2 separate regions of the Mus musculus genome follow, and region 2 is linked to region 1. The links are chromatin contacts, called in public HiChIP or PLAC-seq maps. All regions are on one chromosome and are shown on one strand. Each heading gives the region's core, a stretch centred on a gene start, on an enhancer-like site or on the middle of the called end of the contact. The rest is flanking DNA. Distances are from core to core; before and after follow the strand shown. Region 1 overlaps 6030469F06Rik (RIKEN cDNA 6030469F06 gene). Region 2 overlaps Lamb1 (laminin B1).

Region 1 (2,948 bases), core at 144-2,643:
CAATTGTGTAAGTTGATTACAATCAAAGAATACATAATAAAGTCATATTTTTATATGAGCTTTCTTTCGGTTTTTCAGAGGTGTGTGTGTGTGTGTGTGTGTGTGTGTGTGTGTGTGTGTGTGTGTGTTTGTAAATACACACACATACTATCAGTGTCACACTGAATCCACTAGATTTTCATGGGAATTCAAATGCATATTTTTTTTACTAGCGAATCATTCATCAAAAAATCTTACAAGGGAATGTTGGAAGCAGATTAATGAGGAGGGGAAAGTTAGGGAAGGGTGGGATCTTCGGCTACGTTTAGCTAAGTCCTGATCTCTCAGGGAAGTGAAAGCATAAGTCACACAGCAGAGTTGTCCTCTATGAGGCACGGGAGCTGGCCTGCTGCATTCTCACATCCAGGAGTTGGCTGTGAGCAGAGAGCCTTCCAGAAGAGGTGCCTGTCAGCAGCCAACAGAAACTCTTAAGATAAGGGGGCACTTGTGGTATTGGCACACAAAGGGGGAACTGGCATCGCACTCTCAGCCTCTGCTCAAACCCACTGCTGTGTACTCTTACCATGATTTTGACATTCACCTTTGTATCCCGTGACTGCTAATCTTGACTAGAAACATAAGAACCTTCTACTCATATGCAGAGTCACCAGAATTACAGAGTTTGTGTTTATATCTACATTGGCAGTTGGTGTATATTCCACACAGATACATGTTTAGCCAATAGACTCACTTCAGTATCTCTCAGTTTAAGGGATCAGGGTAATATTTTGTAGGATGTCAGGATTGTCCAGACCCTTTAGACTTATACCATGACAGAAAGAAGAGAAGAAAAAAAAAAACTAACACAGTAAGACGTCATAGATGAACGAGCATGTTTCAGTCCTCAGGTGATCAGGAACATCTTTAGACAGGCATCCTGCTTCCTGAGACATCAGGCCAGCCCTCTATCTGTCAATCATTGGCTACGGGCCTCTCCAGGGACTGTAGGGAATTTAGAGGGAGATGAAAGTGTGTAGCTTTCTATTTGGGGACCACAACGAGCAAGTAGCTAGCTGCAAGTGGTTCATGAGTGCACCCATCAAGACAAAAGGGTGGAGAGGGGCTCTCCTGTACCACTTACTAATACTCCTCATGTTTGGAAAACACTACAGAGGACTGACTTTAAATATAGGTCTGACCTCTCAGAGCCAGTATGGCAGATTTTTACTTAAGTTTCTGTCTCCCATACAGGACTCTGCTTCACTCTGTGACAAGGCCCTGGTCTGCTCTCTATATCCTGTTCAGAGGCTGATGCATAATTGTTACCAAACAAGCATTCTCCAGACAGAGAGCAGCTCCGTGCAGATCACAGAGCAACTTGAACTCCAGTCTAAATACTTTGAGTATTATTCTGTTGGCAAAGAGGACGTGTTTGAAAGGCTTTGCTGGCAGCGGTGTGGAATACAGACCGGGCCAAGGACGGGAAGAAGAGAACACCCAGGAGCTCTTGCAGGAACACAGGCAGAGTTGCGTGAGGCAGAATTTGAGCAGAGGCTGAGTATCTGCGGTGGGGAGGACACAAAGATAATTAATGTGTGTTATTATCTCCAGGGTCTAGATGGCCCCGGGCTCGCATTCAGTATAGAGATTGTCAGGAGTTGGAGTCTGGCAAGTGTGTTAGGAGTTCTGTGCTTATGTGCCCAGAGGCAGATGGAAGAGGGGTACCCTTTCTCAATGCTTGGACAGAATAGATACAGGGAAACAAGTGAATGTCTGTTATTTCCTTGTAATGCAAACAGAATCCCTAAAGTACACACAGGAGTATTCTTTTCCCTCCATATTTTGGACAGAATTTCACAATTGTGAGAAAACCATGATTGTCTATATGGAACACGCTCAGTGCATCGGTGCATGAGTCAGTTAAAGTGAACAGCGTCTGCTTTCAGCTTCATCCTTGAAAGCAACCCAGGTTCCAAGGCTGAGGCTTGAGCACATCATTCTCGCCGGGCCTCTGGACCGAATCCAGGTTAGAAGAATTGGTCTGTGACTCAGATACATCATATACACTCCAGGAAATCCTTTTCTTTTTTCTTTCTGAGCTTTTACAGACCTTGACTATAAGGTAAGCAATTTACATTCTTCCCTGTGACTTTTGGCCAGATGTCTGCTATTGTCACTGCTTTGTGAGACCCAACCACCTGGGAGCCCAGTTATGTGGACTGGACTTGGATTTGTCAGGGTTCTCCCTGGGGCTGGCCTGAGATTTATCATCAATAATATTCCTTTTCCCCCCGGGGACTTCGCCGCAGCTGTTCACCATGAAGCCCAGGTACACATTAACTCCTACCTCCCAGGGGGAGAAAGCAGAGAGAAACATATTCCTGAACTGTTTCCATATCAGCTTTGCTAGAAGAGTAATCAGAAACTGATTTGCAAGAAGAAGTACATCTGGGAAGCATTATAAACCAAGGCTGGAGCTGCACACAGTGTGTGCACATGCACTTTGTCCAGGAAGAGAAGCTAGAAGCTGGAGTGATAGGTTTGAGAGGACAGGCTGAAGGAAGTAGCCACTGGATGTTTGTGTAACAGTAATAAACAACAAAAATAACATAAACTCTTCCCTCCTGGGGTTTTTTTTCTCCAAAAGAAATTAATCACTAACATGTGTGTAAAGGTTTTCAACCAGAGGTTTGTCAATAGAGTCTTTTGTTTGTATTCAGATCTTACCCTACAGCCAGAGACTCTTAAGCAGATGGTCCCTCTCACGCCCTCCTACCAAACTTCACACCCCCTCAGTTCCTGGAGGAGAGCTGAGAAAGAATAGATGCCAATTAGATAAAAGAACTTCCTAACACTTTCTGTGCTGATCTGACATCCAACCCTCGCCCTGCAGCATCCCTGTTTCCTGTGGGAGTGGTCTTAGAGGCCTCCAGGCTCCTCAGGAGACCACATTCTGGAGGTAGCCATTG
Region 2 (2,948 bases), core at 316-2,815, 110 kb after region 1:
TGGGTAGTGTGGTCTCCCAGGTGAACCAGCTCTTGTTTGGAATCAATCGTGAAGGAGATAAAGGTGTTAAATACAGCCGTTGGCTCTGACCAATGTTGCTTTTTAATACTTTAAAAGTTTTCATTGTTAATAGAGAAAAGCTGGACTTGAACTCTTCCCGCGCATTCATTTGTAACTGAAAGCAATTATGTTTCCATTAGAACTTTTAAATGTCTGCATTTGTGAGAAATCTGTGCTAACTAATCTTAGCCTTGACCTATTGGGAAACCGAGAGACTGTATTAGTTTTTGATTGCTGCCAGAACAAATAACCACACTTTAGTGGCTGAAAACAGCATAGATTATCTTGCGGCTGGGTGGGGCAGCTGTCTCTAGATTACAGGCACACGCTGGTGTACTGCACTGCTTTCGAAGGACAATAGGGGCGAAGGTTTCCTGCTTATTCAGGTTTCGGGTGGTTTCCTTAAAGTTGCAGAGTGATCCTATTTTCTGCTGGATGTAACAGAAAGGCAAGGCTGTTCCCAGCCTCTAAAGGCATCCACATTCCATGATTCACGACCCCCTTCAAGCTCTTTCCTCAAAGCCATGACACCAGAGCTTTCTAACCCACTTCTCTGAGCCCATGTGGCTGGACTGAGTCCACCTAGATAATCCACGACCGTGTCACATCTATTTCAGGCTTCCTGCCCTTCATCATATCTGCAACGTGCTTTTTGCCATGTGAGGTCACGGACCAGCAGGTCCCTGGGAAGATAAACGTGGCTCAGAGCCTTCATTTTCTCTTATGTCATCTTTGTTACTGAGTGAACAAATAGACTCTATTTAGGTTACAGGAAAACTTGTCATGGGAGTGTGAAAACCCATATAGTGTTTCTGACAGGTGATGTTTGTTTGTTTTAATATAGACTAGTAAAGAATTTGGGAATGAGTTTTGAAAGCAGAATAAGGTTGATAGCCTTTTAGCTGGGAGGAAAAAGGGTAAAGGCAGGGACTGGTGAGCCAGAGGGTAAAAAGGTTAAGGGGTGGGGAAGGGTAGGTCATAGGGTAAAGGTTAAGGGTCAAATTTTTCTACTTCTTTGCTCTCCTCATTCACATCTTTCCCCTGCACATGAGAAACATCCTCCAAGCTTCAGGGCCACATCATCTAGGAAGCCTCCCTTAATCTTCTCCATCAGACACCCAGAGTGCTTTGCTCCTGGCTACATCTTGTCTTAGTTAATTGCTTCATTGCTTCTCTTCCCAATTAACTTCTAAGTTGAGGAGTGAGACATTCCTCGCTGCTCCACCCCATATTATTTACCCATAAATAATGGCCCCACCCAATGAACGCAGGGGTTGATTCAGAAGCAAATTAGAATGGAGTCAGAGCATGGGGCACCCATGCCAGCACGTAGTTTCCAGGGACAATATTTGTTCAGTAAATATTTGCTGAAGAGTACGGGGAGTGTGGCTCGTCTGAAAGCACAGGGCCGTGCCAGGAAGACTAGCAGCTGTTCTACAGAGCATGGGCTGTGGTGGAGCTGCAGCAAGCCAGGCAGACGCATCGTCCCTGGCATGACTAGGTGCAGAGAAACACTCGTGGGGCCTGTGGAGGCAGGGCCGTGGGGAGGCAGGCTGGGTAGTGATGGTTAGCATGGGAGAGCTCGGTGTAGAAAGATTTAGAATATGGTGGTATCATGACCTAAGAGAGGAGGCTGCTAAGTGCAGGGACATCTATCTTGAGATAAGACTTACATGTTTGGTTTGAGAAAGAAGTGTTATCTCACACCATGAGAAAGGATTTAAGCTCTGAGTGTTTAAGAAAGAAGGAGAAGGTGGTGCAAGTGAGGGAAGGAGCCGAGGCTGGAATTGCATAAGTGGAATTACAGCAGTTGGGCTCCTGAGCTGTAAGGATGAAGAACATCTGTGCGGAGACGGAGACAGCCCGGGGAGGCTCCGGAGACAGGAGTGTGGAATTGAAGCTCTGCTTGTCAGTAGCGGTGATTCCACTCTGTCACGAGTCTTTGTGATCAGCCACAGAGCTGCGAGAAGCAAGGTCTTTCTAGATCTTTCCTTGCGATCGTGTCTTCCTGGGATCGTTGTTCATTTAGAATTGTGCAGCCCAGAAACAGTCTCGTCTGTTCTCATCGATTTTTTTTTTTTTTTTCTAATGAGAGTGGGAGCTAGTGGCCTTTGGTGGTTCATGTCGTTCCTCGGGACACATCTGCAGTAGAGGAAGAGGGTCAATATGTATGCTGCAGTGTCTGGTGACTGGATTTCTGAAGAGTTGTTGGTGGCCAGAAGTGCTGGATCCTAATTAGAACAGGCTTTCCTTTCCTGGGAACTGGTTCTGTGGCTTTAAGAACTCCTAGTCCTGCGGGGTAATGACTTGTGGTGCAAGGGAGGGTGTCCACTGGCCGGTGACAGCTGGGTGAGATGTTTCAAGCAAGCTGGGGCCTGTTCTATGCTGGAGCTGCAGCTTGCCTGAGGCTTGAGGTCCCCTAAACTTTGGGAGTGGGCTTAAGTAAGGCTATAAATCACATTTTGACTTTTACTGCAGTGGAAATGGATGCCTGAAGCCAGGTGTGGGATTCGGTCTGAAATCCCAACAGGCAGGCTGAGGTAGGAAGATGATGGTGACTTCCAGACCAGCATGAGCCATTTTCTGAGACTCCCATCTTAAGGAAAATAAAACCAACAAGAGGATGCCCATCTTTGGGTTTCATCTGACTTATAAAATACTAGCATGGGAAGAATCAAAGAAATATAGAAACAAAAAACAAAAGCAACAACAAAACAAAAAAAGAAATATAGCAAAGGAAAACATAAATATATCAGTTTATACAGATAAATTTATTATCTAAAATAATAATATATTGTAAGAATTTATCTACCTTAATCTCTATTTTTTTCTAACTTTCCTTCATTCATTTGTCCACCCACTGGGCATACTCCCTGCATAGAGCACTA

Evidence for each region. HiChIP or PLAC-seq counts read pairs in DNA pulled down with a chosen protein or histone mark.
Region 2: a contact with region 1 is called in an H3K27ac HiChIP or PLAC-seq map of heart atrium, with 5 times the contacts expected there. The contact joins two enhancer-like sites. A contact is called at or near these places in 7 of 39 promoter capture datasets (the 3T3-L1 cell line, 3T3-L1-derived adipocytes, embryonic stem cells and 3 more), 1 of 15 datasets of contacts at CTCF or cohesin (the NIH/3T3 cell line), 3 of 484 Hi-C or Micro-C datasets (cortical neurons, embryonic stem cells and nephron progenitors), 4 of 115 datasets of contacts at active chromatin or transcription factors (fibro-adipogenic progenitors, heart atrium, kidney and 1 more) and 1 of 9 other capture datasets (embryonic stem cells).

Annotation. Positions count from the first base shown.
Region 1 is chr12:31,183,333-31,186,280 of GRCm38.p6, forward strand. It overlaps 6030469F06Rik (RIKEN cDNA 6030469F06 gene), which reads left to right. Exons shown (of 4, transcript NR_102715.1): 4 at 1,231-2,590. Among named protein-coding and RNA genes, the nearest start is that of 6030469F06Rik, 16 kb to the left of the region's middle. Within about 2 kb of position 1,394, at least 64 of the 459 cell types and tissues checked have an H3K27ac peak or open chromatin away from gene starts, as enhancers often do. A contact at or near this core is called in heart atrium, where this site is marked.
Region 2 is chr12:31,293,291-31,296,238 of GRCm38.p6, forward strand. All of the region lies in intron 12 of Lamb1 (laminin B1), which reads left to right. Among named protein-coding and RNA genes, the nearest start is that of Lamb1, 29 kb to the left of the region's middle. Within about 2 kb of position 1,566, at least 76 of the 459 cell types and tissues checked have an H3K27ac peak or open chromatin away from gene starts, as enhancers often do. A contact at or near this core is called in heart atrium, where this site is marked.